Regions from separate parts of the Mus musculus genome. Here region 2 is linked to region 1. Evidence: chromatin contacts called from public Hi-C data. All regions are on one chromosome and are shown on one strand. Each heading gives the region's core, a stretch centred on a gene start, on an enhancer-like site or on the middle of the called end of the contact. The rest is flanking DNA. Distances are from core to core; before and after follow the strand shown.

Region 1 (6,674 bases), core at 4,017-6,516:
TAACACTTATAGAACCCATTTATTGTATATGCACACACACACACACACATTGTTAAAGTTTGTCTCCCACTGATACTACAGTAAAAAATATTCCAGATTCTACAGTCCACTTCTAGTCTCCCCTCTTACATATTTTCCCCCTCACATCACAATGTAAACTATATTTCTGAAACACAGTGTGCAATGTGATGTGATTAGTGAACAGTCTTTGCTAAGGCTTTAATATTACATCAGCCACACTGATTCCATACCCATCCTGGCTTGCATTGCTTTTGCTGTTGTGATGTGCAATGTATTATTTTTCAGCATTTAAGGTATCTTAAGTTAGAGGGAGAATAATAGATCCTGATTTCACATTAATAATCTTTGGGTTTATTACCATAAAAATGATAATAATATGTGGTGTTTAAATATAAGTAAATGGGCTCAATGATTCCTTAAAGCAATTCAAATGAATGCATACTGACAAAAACGTATAAAGTAAAAGCATAAATGAAAACCAATGGAAAATAAATGTGAACAATGAAAATGAAAATAAAAATGTTATATAAATTAAGAACTATTTTCCACATTGATATTCATGACTGTACTACACTCATGAATAGTTCTGCCCCTCAGTTAAGTGTAATAGTATCAGGTTTTAATCTAAGTGATCCTATTATCAAGAAATATGTAAAGTGCATAATGTGGCTTTTTAAAATATACAAATTTATTGACAACATGTATTTAGAGGTAATACATTGTTCAAGTGATTTCTGAATGTATTATAGCATACAATGTCACTGTGCTGTTGATCCATGCAAAGGTAGGTATATAGTGTAAGAACTAAAGCCCTCTGGGACTTATACATCATGTCCAGCATCCATAACTGGGAAATACTAAACTTAAATATACTCTACCTAATAAGGAAGAAAATAATGAAAGTGCAGTTTCATAGTAAAGGATTTCAACGTATTATAAACACTCATATTCTTCAAGATTTATAAGAGCTATGCATCTCCAATCCTTGTGATCTGTAAAAACAGATAAATATAAATCAAGAAAGGAATGACTCCACTCTCCCAAATGTTAAGTATCTTTTATGAAACATTTCTCAGGAAATGAAATACAGATAATTTATTTTTAAGTATCTAAATATATGGTATATAGGCAGTATAAAAGTCTTATTGTTTGTAATTGGGTAGTTGAGTTTATATCAGAGACAGGATAATTACTTCAAGTTATCTAAGAAATGGTCAATTTGCATAGAAGAATATAATTTCAAATCGACATGTGATGCAATATTTTAAATACAAGGAATACAAATTAATAGAACCAATAAAATGATCTGAAGTAAAATGATAAGGTATTTTGCAAGTTAGGCTGGTTATATAGGAGACTTAGGGTTTCATTCTTCAACATGCTTTATTCTGGGTTATGGGTATTCTAGCATCCATTAAGGATCAAGGCCAGAGCAATACATTTTATGACACCAATAGTTAAAGATCTGATGATATTGAGACAGAAATAGAAAACTAGAACTCCCCTGAAAGTAGAAAATCTGCAACAGCATTGTAGGGAGTGCCGGCAAAGCAGTGCAGCATTCATGTCCATCCATGCCCTACTACCCTGCAGATGAAGTCTATGTCTGGCAGGAAGAAAACCTATAAATAAAATATGTACAGATAAGGAAAAAAAGAATTATGAGCATTCTGGAAGAGGGCTAAGTGCTCTTAAATTAATGAAGAGAAACCATAGACATGGTGTACCAAATGACTTCAAATATTGAAATATGGCATATTGAAAAGCATTTTGCTATGTGTAATTTCAGAGGAGAAAAACAGTACTAATGAAGGGTTGAAGGAGGGGAAGACTCAGGACATTTAAGCCCAATATAAGAGACATTTGGGACACTAGACTGCCCAATAATGAAACAGTACAGTTCTCTAAGTATTATGCTATCTCATTCTGATGGTGTGGGCCATGAACATCTGTCACCGCTCTCCTAGAAGATAGATAACCTAAGAAACAGAGTGGATAAAACCATTTCCAAGCTATTTTCCAACTCTTTCAATGTACATTTAGCACATACTGTTAGTCAGAACTTATATTTTTATAAAATATAAAAAGTAATAATGTAATGGACTTGTGTAATCTTGTGGTAAAATTTTATGTATGGAAGTTATTATTTAGTGCTATGTAGTACAATGGGATAAAGAACAGTTGATGATTAATTCATTCTGAAGGGTCACAGATCACAAAGTCTGTGGTTTTTTTAACACAGTCTTTGGAGATGAGGGATTTTTAAAGCTGGCAGAGAGAAAGAAATTGTATGGCAGAGGAGACAAAGTACATGAAGTGAAAAATGGGAAATTTATATAATGTTAAGAGAATTGTGGATTGAATGTTTTGGCTAGAACTTTGGATAAGTACAGATTAAAATGATAATGGGCTTAAAAGTTGTCCTAAGGGATAAATATGGATGCTAACCATGTTGGATTTATACAGAGATGTTTAGAAAGGTGGTTATTGAAATCATATGTGAACATTAGGAAGATAATCCTTCTTTCAATGTAATGATGGAAAATATAAGGATAGAGTAGAGATAGTAAAAGATACCAAAGTGCATCAAGTATGAAGAATGAGGAATGAAGCTGAGTACCAATTGAAGGTTGAAGGACTAAGAAACCTGAAAGAATTTCCGAGCTGAGTTAGAAGGCTTGGGCTTTCACTGTGTGTAATTGCATTCAGAAGGAGTAATCCCAGGACACTGTCTCTTCTATTGGGTTTGTTGAGTATATGTAAGGTAGATCAGTAGTCTACTTAGAAGGGGTTCAACACTAAAACAGTTTTCCAAAAGAGAAAGGAGGAAAAATAGAGTTTATTTTTATACTAGTTGATTTTGAAGTGCTAAAAGAAATAGTTGGGAATTCACATGAAGATTATGAATTTGGAAGAGACAAATGAGACAAGGAAAATTGAGATTCATGTTAATTAAAGAGAAGAAAGTCAAAGGTGTGAGAATAAAGGAGCGACTGAAGGAAAGCTTGTTTGCTGATAGAGATTGACTCTAGACCACATCCCATCTATAAGGCACCTAGGAAAGAAGTGACATGGTTGTTGTTTGTAGAAAAATACCCAACACAGCTACAGGGCTACCTATATCTCCTCAGATGGAGGGGACTTTCCCAATTTGGTCAAAAAATACTTTTGAGTCATTGCCACATGCAATATAAATGTAGATTTATTTTTGGTACGGCAAAATCTGAGTGTTAGATGTAGTGAATATTAAGTGGTTAATATGCTAGACTATTACAGGAAATGGTGACTGACTGTGATGAGGAAGATAATTTTTTTCAATTTTTTATTAGATATTTTTCTTCATTTACATTTCAAATGCTATCCCGGAAATACCCTATACCCCCCCACACCCTGCTCCCCTACCCACCCACTCATGAGGAAGATGACTCTTATTGGAGCACATATCTGAAATTCCCATACTTGGGAGGGGATATGGGAAGATCAAAGGTACCCCAAACTATATATTAATATCCTGTCTTTAAAATGAAGAGAAATAAGAGAGAGGTGGAGGGAAGGAAAGGGGAGGAAAAAAGAAGAAAATTAGAAGCACAATACACCTATACATCCTAACACAATTTCTATTGAGACCAGACCAAAATTCTATTCAATAATACTGGATCTTTGTCTATAAATATTTAGGCCTAATTCATGGCTCAGGGTTGTTTTATTTGCTATGTGGAAAATATTATTATTTTCTAAATAATATTATTTAATATCCTTTAGACTAGTTTAGGAACATTATAGTACCCTGGAGATGAGTAGTTGTTCACACTCTTCTACAAATATCTTTATCTTATTCCCATGATTCCTAGTATGAGAATTTTGATATGTACCCTTCCTGATTCATTTCTGTATATGGGAATTGTGAGAGGCAGAAATCTTGATTAAATTAGTTTAAATGAAACCCGAGTGTAGGATACTGTTCTGTTCATTTGAGAGCTAAGCTTTTATTCCTTTGGCACATCACAGAATGTCAAGAGATCAAGGCTATCAATCTTGGAAGGCAGAAAATATCATAGACTACCAAAGATAGAAATGGGTTGATTTCAGACATGAGGAAAGAGTAATAAATGATATTACAGTGGTCATGATGTTTTGTCCAGGAATAGAAACCTTGACTAAGACAGACGTAATAATACAAATTAAAAAACAATTGCATCATTAGTATTTCAACTCCCTAAGGGTGAGTCTCATATCTAAATCTACAATGTAAACTCTCTTTGAAAGTGTAAGTGATGATACAACCTTACCCTTAGATCCAAATGCATTTTCTTTTGTTTTCTCTGATCATAACTAGGGACAAGGCAAGATGGGGACAGTCCTAAGGACAAACTATCCTTTTTTCTCTGATAAGAAAGAACATTCAGGAGATGGATAATTGAGATTAAAAGGCCATTGTTAAGTCACCAAAGATAAGGTGGACATTGCTACTATACATTTTTGTAGATATTTCATTATGAATAAGTTTTCAAACTTCTTTTCCAGGAATAGTTAATTGGGAATATTGTATATTAGAAACCTGCTTGATTTTCCAGAATATTTCAATACAGTCAAGTTAGTATTTTAATATATAATTAAAATAAAAATGTTTTCAGAGTCTAAATGTTATTCATACACACCAAGAATGTTGCTAGTAGATAGTTGATAAAATGAATTATCTACCTTGGCATAATGTGATATTTGATGTCATTGAAGTTCTCTATTTGATGTGTTATTTCATAAAAATATTTATTGGAAACAAGCGCTTGAAAATGAATTTTTACTTTAATTTATAGGACATGACAGCAAAGCACACATAGTTTAAAGTAAAATGTAGGAGTTTTTAATATGAAAACAAACATTTTGGTTAGTTATAAAATGTGTCTTACATTAGAATCCAGCTGACTTTTTGAAGCAGGAAACCATTTGAGAAACCAGAAGTACACAAAACCACTTTCCTAGTCATCTTAACCAGTTAATGGGGAGCTATTTTTAAAACAATGCAGCAAACAGCCTTAAACTGGCCAAAGTTACACAATATAAAATAGAATATATCCACTTACAGCATACCATGATATGGCACCCAGCATATTGAGACAGCATTTGGTAAATATTAATTAGATTGAAATGTCTGTTTTGGAATGCTCACATGCTAGTCTTGCTTTCAGGAAATGCCTGAGATACTCCACAGGGTAGAGTCCTCACAGACCGTTCCCATAGCACTGAGCAAATAAGAATGCACATATTTATGTAAAGGATTGAGTGGGCGAAAGTCTAGTCTTGTCAGAGTAGCACTATATTGAGCCTGGGCAAAGATTAATATAGAAACCTGGGAAAATGTATAATATGGAACTCACATATGCACATTATTTAAAATTCAAATGTGTACGAGACATGGTATGTTGATAAATTAGCGAAGGAAGATTTAAGGTGCACCATTCCATAATGAAGTTCCAAACAAATAAGAGTATCAGGAACATCTACAAATATGTCCTCCTACACATCCGATTTTTGTATTGGATTTCCTGATATTCTCTCCTGCCAAATTCTGCTCTGCTCAACTTGGACTTAACTATTTACTTCTCTGCAGATCTGCAATAGACCTGGACTAAATTCTGAAACATGTAGAGAAGTCAGTTTGTCTCCTCATGCCTGCCAAATTCACAGTACAGCGAAGCTAGAAATGTTATCAAGTTTCTCTGAGGCTGGCACTCTTCAGTTTCTTTTATGCCTAGTTTGCCAGGGGGGTACTTGGCTCCTGTCTGATTCCTCTGAAGCCCCGACCATATGGTGATTTGTTAATGTGGCTGATGTAATTTACATCCTGTTCAAAGATGACAACATTCTAAGATTTGCCTAATGTTTATTTAAAACAATTTAAAAGCCATTGGAAATTTATCATTCCGATTGGAGTCATCCAAATATTTTGTAGTTGTTACACAGCATAATAAAATTGATCTTTGAGATCATCCTTGATTTTCATCTTCCTTCTGGAGAGTAATTTAACAAATATTCTCTGTCCTGTGGCACACCAATAAGGGGCAAATATTAGACAGCAGAGACATGAAACTCAAAGCTAGACATTTAGAAAAGTCATTTATGAAAAACAGAATTTATGCCTTTGTGAGAGATAATGAGAAAGAATAAAATGAATAAATAAACTTCACTTGGAAGAAAAATAAAAACATCAGGTTGAGAATAAAAGAGAAGCCCCTGATACCAAAAATAGGCAGATATGAATGAAGACAGAATTAAGAAAACTTGTTGTGAAATATAGCCCTTTCATTAATTCCAGAAAAAATGAGTGAGGAGTGGCAGTAATCATGGCCAAGTATCTACTATATTTTAGGCTCTTTGGGTGCTGTGTTATACGTTTTAAGCAGATGAGTCTATGTGCACTCCATGTATTTTAACAGGGTGCATCCATTTGGTGATAGCTATTTTTATGATGTGCATTTCTGAGCATTTATTTTGGAATTTGATGCATAATAAATATTTTGAATCTGGTTCCTATTGATGGGTTTCATGGACTACTGAGAAAATATATGAATGCATAAACTATTGATAACAGGGTCAAATTCAGATTTTTCTGATACTGCAGTATTCATGTGCAAATCACTTTAGCTCCAATTTAA
Region 2 (6,603 bases), core at 256-2,755, 190 kb after region 1:
TACATTAGACGAAGTACGCAAAATACCAAAGTCAAAAGCAATGGGTAGTTGGAAGATTCAATGATGTCAGTCTTCAATAAAGGGAAGCACAGTCAGGGCAAGGGGCATTCACTGTTTGTAGAGGTATTTAAGCACTCACGGAAATGTTGGGCAAGGAGACCTCCAGATCATATTATTTGAATTACAAGGAAACGTCTTTCCTCCAACGACAATTTTGTGGCTTTTTAACATTAGTGCACTTAGTATAGTTTTTGAATAGGCAAGACCTTTCATGTCTCTATGCTGTTGATGCAGCTTAAGTGGAACTTCTGCCATCTGCCCACCTGCCCAGGAAAGCAGATGCCATCACCAGGAAGACAGCAGAGTTCCTAGGTGCTTTTCCAGAGAATAAATGCATCACTGCTGTTTGCTCTTTCAGCATATAAATTGTCCCATTTCATTCTCTTTCTCTTGCAAATGGAAGGTGTGTCTTGCAGATACAGTTTGGGTGTGTCTCTATCAATGTTCTTTAAGATTCTGGACCATCTGTCCTTCAGATGGAACTTTAGGTCTTCCGGAAGATCACTAAGATCTTAGCATGAATGACTTGCCCTGTATTCTGAGATGTCCCTCTTTGCATTCTTGCTTCAAGTAAACCAGAAAACAGTGGAGGTGGTGGTGCTGGGAAGGGCACTATGGCCCCATAGGTCTCTGCTATAATGTTGATCTTTTTCTCTGAAGTGTTTTAGAAGTCTCAGGCTGGTCCCAAACTTCTCAGGATAAAGAATGTCTGGAGAAGGATTTTACCACAAGGGGTTGCCAGGGCCAAAGCGTGCGTCTCCTACCCACTGTACCTGCTCCCCCCTCCCCATCTTTCTAGCAGCTGAGCTCAGTCATGTGGCCCCTAAAACTGGTCCTGCAGAGAGAGTCAAGCCCCCAGACCTGACTTGAGCCCCTGCCTCCCCACCCCGACACCCCAGCAGAGCCCAGAGAGAAGGGCAGAGAAAGGGAAAGCGAGGAGAGTGGATGGAGGTGGGGCTGGAGGAAAGCGTGGGGCTGGAGGGAGCAAGCTTCCTAGGGAAAGAGAGGGGAGGGCTGACTGGGCTCGGCACGCTCCCTCCCTCTTGCCGCTTTCTCTCACATAAGCGCAGGCAGAGGGCGCATCAGTCATGCCCTGCCCCTGCGCCCGCTGCCGCCGCCGCCACCGCCACCGCTCGGCCCCGCGCGCGCAGGAGGCTCGAGCGCCCGGGAGCTCGCGGGCCTCGCCGCCGCCGGGCGCCCCGCCGCCCTCCTCCCGCCCCCCGGCTCCGCCGCCACCACCGCCTTCTCCCGCGGCTCCCGCGGCCCGGCTCCTTTCACTTCGGGCGAGGGGAGGGAGGAGGGGGGACGAGGGACCCGAGGGCTCTTCGGGACGAGTGGAACATCGCGGGGTGACTGGGCTTAACCACCCCACCCCCTCTTCTTTGCAAAACACCAAAAACAAAACCGCGATCGGCGGAGCCGGCGCCCTCGCTTCACCTCGCGGGCCGCCACCGAGGGCAGTTCGGATGTCCGGTTTCCTGTGAGGCTCGTACCTGACACCCGGGAGCCTCTCCCCCGTGAGGGCTGCCAGAGCCGAGGGCAAAAGTTGCGAGCCGCCGAGTCCCGGGAGACGCTCGCCCAGGGGGGTCCCCGGGAGGAAACCACGGGACAGGGACCAGGAGAGGACCTCAGCCTCACGCCCCAGCCTGCGCCAGCCAACGGACCGGCCTCCCTGCTCCCGGTCCATCCACCATGCACTTGCTGTGCTTCTTGTCTCTGGCGTGTTCCCTGCTCGCCGCTGCGCTGATCCCCAGTCCGCGCGAGGCGCCCGCCACCGTCGCCGCCTTCGAGTCGGGACTGGGCTTCTCGGAAGCGGAGCCCGACGGGGGCGAGGTCAAGGTAGGTGCAAGGGACCCCGTCGGGTCGGGCTGAGGATCCGAGGCTCCCAAGTCCTGGACTGTGTGTGGGCTTGGCTTTACTGGGTGTACAGAGAACCTGCCGTGGAGTGTGTGTGCATAATTATTTATTTAACCTTTGGATCCAAAGTTAGAGATTGGTGCACGCTTGCTTGGAGCAAAGTTTCTCTTCTTTTTTTCTCTCCCCCAGTGGAAAGCTGTTACTAGAAAGGAAAGCAACTTAGAGGAGGGAAGGGCCCAAGAGGTGTTCAGTCACACAGATTCCTTCTCCTTCATAGTGGTCTCCTGCCAACAGAGGAGTTTGCACCCTGCCCCAGTGGCATGGCTCCAGAGAGAATTTCATTGCTGTAGGAAATGCTCTTTTCTTTTCCTGGCTGGTTTTGGACTCCAAAGAGCTTCTGGGGTGTGTGACCAGACAACGGAGTTTTATGCTCCTGGAGTTTGCATAGCAGGGGCCCCAGGCTCTGTGAGCTAGTTTGGAAAAAGTGTGAGTAAATTTAGAAACTGGGCTTAAAGGTTTTGGATTTCAGAATTAACTTGAACTTGGTCAAATCCAAGATGTAACAGAAATTGGAATCTTCTAAACTTTATCAATTCTTTTCCTAAACAGTGGCTATAAGATTAAAAAAAAATCAAAGTATCAATTAGTTTGTTTTATTTTGTTTTAAAGAGAAATAGCATCTTTCCTGAACACGTTAAGGGACTTTTGAAGACATTCCGATTGTCTGACTCAGTTATCTTATCTTGTGTACTTCTCACTTGAACCTTCTAAAGAATATGTTTATAACATCTTCAAGTTTATACTTGGCGTAATAGTTGGGATCTTGAACTCCTGCAAAAGTTTTGTGTTTAAGGCACTGCGAAGCCCCCTGGCTGGAAGCAGACTGAAGTGGTTTATAGTAGCTGACTGCAAGTGGGGGGAAAAAAATAGAAGGGGGTGTGTTACTCTCAACTTTCAGTTGACTTTATTGGTGAACATACACAGAATGTGCAGAGGTCAAACCACCTTCCCTGGAAAGGTTTGTCTGAGAAAAACTTTAATACGGACAAGACTAGGTTATAAGATATCAAGTTACCATTGTGTCTACATTTGGTAAAAATACAAATACCAGATTTTTCAGTCCATTATGAGAACTGCAATGTTCAGCACACGCTTATCACTATACGTACAATGACGAGAATATCCTCGTCTCTAAGTGCCACAGAAATAAAGCTCGGGACAGAATCATACTTCCTGTAATTCGAGCCTTTGAAGTTTGCCAGACCTATTCACTTTCTGCCTCTGCAAATTCAAACTGATATACTTGTGACTTAGTCAGACAACATCACCATCGCCTATGATAGCTAGGCTTTGATTTACAGTACGAAAGCGTGACGCCTTGAGTTAAATGAGAAGCCTTTTCAGATAAGCCAATAGTTTATTCAAGGAGTCTGTCACGTCTGGGTCAATCCCAAATGACTGTATCAGAGCATGGATGTTTGTATGAGCTCAGTTGTGTGTTCCAAGAGGTCACCTTCAAAGGATCTTCTCATTGGTAGTCATTAAACATCTTATTTTCTCTGAAAATTTTGTTTGCAAAAGTTTCTTTTCTTATTTAATCATTTTTTAAAATATTGTATGTTGAATAAGAACTGATATTTGGTATGTAATATGACTTTTTTTAACTTATCAGAGGAAACATTATTTTGTATGTTTGAATTTCATGAGCAGTATACTTCTGCTTACTGAGCCTTTCCCTAGTGGGCAAGCAGAACTTTTGACAGCTTGTTTTACTGATGCCTTCAGGGAAACTGTATCCTTGCTGTGGAACTTGCACCCAGTGACCCAAACACTGCTGTGAAGACTCCATGTCTCTCCCTAGTGGCCTTTCAAGGCACCTCAATTAGCAAATATTGGAGAACTGGAGGGAAACCAGTTAGTTTCCCAGGAACAACTTAAATCCTAAGAAAGTATTTCACAAAATTCACACAGGATGTCAATTATACATAGAATTAGCTCTCACAAAATTTTGTTAAATAATAAAACCCATGTAGCAATTTAAAATTCACAATATAGGAAAGCCAATATGGTATAAAGCTCAGCATCCAATCTTCTTTGTGGTAGCCATGGCCACCCAGATAATTGGAACTGAATTTACTAAGTTCCCCTTTCTATTCTTTTCTTCATGACTGTATGATTTAATGAAAAGTCCTAAAATACTTTCTGAAGGATGTTAAAGTAAACAGCTCAGGGTCGAAAACTAAGGCAATGGTATCATGTGGCCATAAGAAGAGACATTCAAAACTTGTTATCAAACTAATGACAACTGATGATCTCGGAAAGAACACCTGATTGCCATATCTAATAATTTTTAGTCTCAGTTTGGGTAAAGCAGACTCTGCTTATTCGGAGATGAAGAACTAAATTTTACAAAAGACATTGACTTACGACAAAGAATAAATCGGAAGGAAGACATACCTCATACAGACTGTGGTTATCAAACAGTTTTGCTTTTTATTGAAAATAGTTTTGTTTTGTTTTTTTCCCTCACATAATTTATCCTGACTCCAGTTTCCCCTCCGGCTACTCCTTCCAGCTCCTCGAACTTCCACTTTCTGTCTGTTATTAGAAAGCAAACAGGCACCGGGCGTGCTGGCGCACGCCTTTAATCCCAGCACTTGGGAGGCAGAGGCAGGCGGATTTCTGAGTTCGAGGCCAGCCTGGTCTACAAAGTGAGTTCCAGGACACCCAGGGCTATACAGAGAAACCCTGTCTCAAAAACCAAAAAAAAAAAAAAAAAAAAAAAAAAAAAAAAAAAAAAGCAAACAGGCTTCTATGGGAATAATAATAAAATGGAATATAATAAGGTAAAACAAGAACTGATACATTGGAATTGGAAAACGAAGCAAACAAATAAACAAATAAATGGAAGGGAAGGAGCCCAAGAGAAGGCACAAGAAACAGTTTAAAATGAATAAGTGACATTATGTGACAAGGAAACTACAAAGCAAGTTTGTGGTCTGTTAGCCATGTACTGCTGGGCCTGCAGCCCACCCTTAAGAATCCTTTGTTCATTCTGGGTTTGGGGTAGGGTCATGTGTACATTTCTCCTTTCATATCTTAAACCTCCTCTAGTGCAGGCTCTCTGGATACAGTTTCAACCTCTGTGAGTTTGTATGTTTTGCTCATGTTGATTTAGAGGGTTTTGTTCCTTGGAGTTCTCCATCGGGTCTGGTTCTTACCCTCTTTCAGCCTCTTCTGTAGGATGCCCTGAGACCTGAGATGAGGGTTTTGATGGAGATATCCCATTTAATGGCTGCAAGTTTCAAGGTCTCTTTCTCTTTGCATAGAATCTGGCTATTAGTGTCTGTACTTGCTCTAGTCTGTGGCAGAAGGAAGCTCCTCTGATGATCGCTGAGCAAGGCACTGATCATATTTGTCTTCCTGCATAGCTATAAAACATTTAAAACACAGTATTGTTTTTCCTTTGAGAATTTTATTTATGTATACATCACAGTTTGCTTATATCCATCCTCCACTCTGCCTTTCCAACTCCTTCCAGAACTCCCTTCCTCAAATTTCATGCTTTCATAATTTGTTCTTGAAAGGGTGTGTTGTACAAAATACCCATGTCTTTACATATTTTGGCTTACAGTTGTCTTTATCCATTTTTAAATAAATCTCTGTGTTTTAAAATTTTTTTCTTTTAAGATTTATTTATTTATTATATGTATGTACACTGTGACTGTCTTCAGACACTCCAGAAGAAAGAGTCAGATCTCATTACAGATTGTTTTGAGCCACCATGTGGTTGCTGGGATTTGAACTCAGGACCTTCGGAAGTGCAGTCAGTGCTCTTAACCACTGAGTCATCTCTCCAGCCCCATCTATGTGTGTTTTACTTTGTTATTTACAGTGTCAACTAAATCAATGACAGTGTTCATCAAAATACCATATGTGTGCCTACACCAGAATGCCCTGGAGGACTCTATTTTCTCTTTTAACCTGATACCAAATAAATTTGAGCTTTGGTTAAAAAGATACAGTTGAACTAATATCTTGAGTCATTTCTATTCACAGTAAAAGTACTGGATGGTGCATATGAACAACTAAGTTCATTAGTTTTTACATAATCTTCATGTTATTGATCAGCTTATGAAGTATTATGTCATGCAGAGGTCATCTTGAAAGACCTTGAAAGACATGCCAGTTTCTGTTTTTTTGTTTGTTTGTTTGTTTGTTTGTTTTTGTTTTTGTTTTTTGGGGGGTACCATTAAACTGAAAAAGTCAAGATAATTTATTATCTATTATTATGAAATTGGCATTAAACCATTTTGTATGTTTTGAAATTTGCGAGAGACTCATCAATGTGTCATTTGATCTGGGAGCTTCGACTTGAGAGAGGAGCATGAGTTGTAATTCAAAATTGTTTCTAATAGACAAATTCATCTGAGCCAGACCTTTGCATGCTCTTAGGATAGGGTAGGATCATGAGAAGGCAAATAAAACAGTTTGGAGCTGGAGCAGGGGGCAAGGGGGGGTAGGGGGTGTTACACAGACAACAGTGAGTTCTCCTAAGTTCCAAGATGGTTAGATAGCTAGAATTCTGAGGACCAGCCAGCTTCCAGGGTTTCAACCGAACTCTGAGTCATGGGAGAGGGATTATTTATATCTGAACAACAACAACAACAACAACAAATATAAGCA

Evidence for each region. Hi-C and Micro-C count contacts between places; a contact is called where the count stands out from the background.
Region 2: a Hi-C map of cerebellar granule neurons shows a contact between it and region 1, with 2.0 times the contacts expected there. The contact joins the promoter of Vegfc here to the enhancer-like site in region 1. A contact is called at or near these places in 5 of 39 promoter capture datasets (the 3T3-L1 cell line, the C10 cell line, hippocampal neurons and 1 more), 1 of 15 datasets of contacts at CTCF or cohesin (large pre-B cells), 3 of 484 Hi-C or Micro-C datasets (bone marrow-derived macrophages, cerebellar granule neurons and palatal mesenchyme), 5 of 115 datasets of contacts at active chromatin or transcription factors (the 230-238 cell line, bone marrow-derived macrophages, embryonic forebrain and 2 more) and 1 of 9 other capture datasets (adipose tissue).

Annotation. Positions count from the first base shown.
Region 1 is chr8:53,887,240-53,893,913 of GRCm38.p6, forward strand. No RefSeq gene overlaps it. Among named protein-coding and RNA genes, the nearest start is that of Vegfc, 190 kb to the right of the region's middle. Within about 2 kb of position 5,267, at least 8 of the 459 cell types and tissues checked have an H3K27ac peak or open chromatin away from gene starts, as enhancers often do. A contact at or near this core is called in cerebellar granule neurons, where this site is marked.
Region 2 is chr8:54,076,027-54,082,629 of GRCm38.p6, forward strand. It overlaps Vegfc (vascular endothelial growth factor C), which reads left to right and starts at 1,506. Exons shown (of 7, transcript NM_009506.2): 1 at 1,506-1,899. The coding sequence starts at 1,753. Gm33153 reads right to left here. Exons shown (of 1, transcript XM_006509526.4): 1 at 44-6,603. The coding sequence starts at 1,747. The coding sequence ends at 908.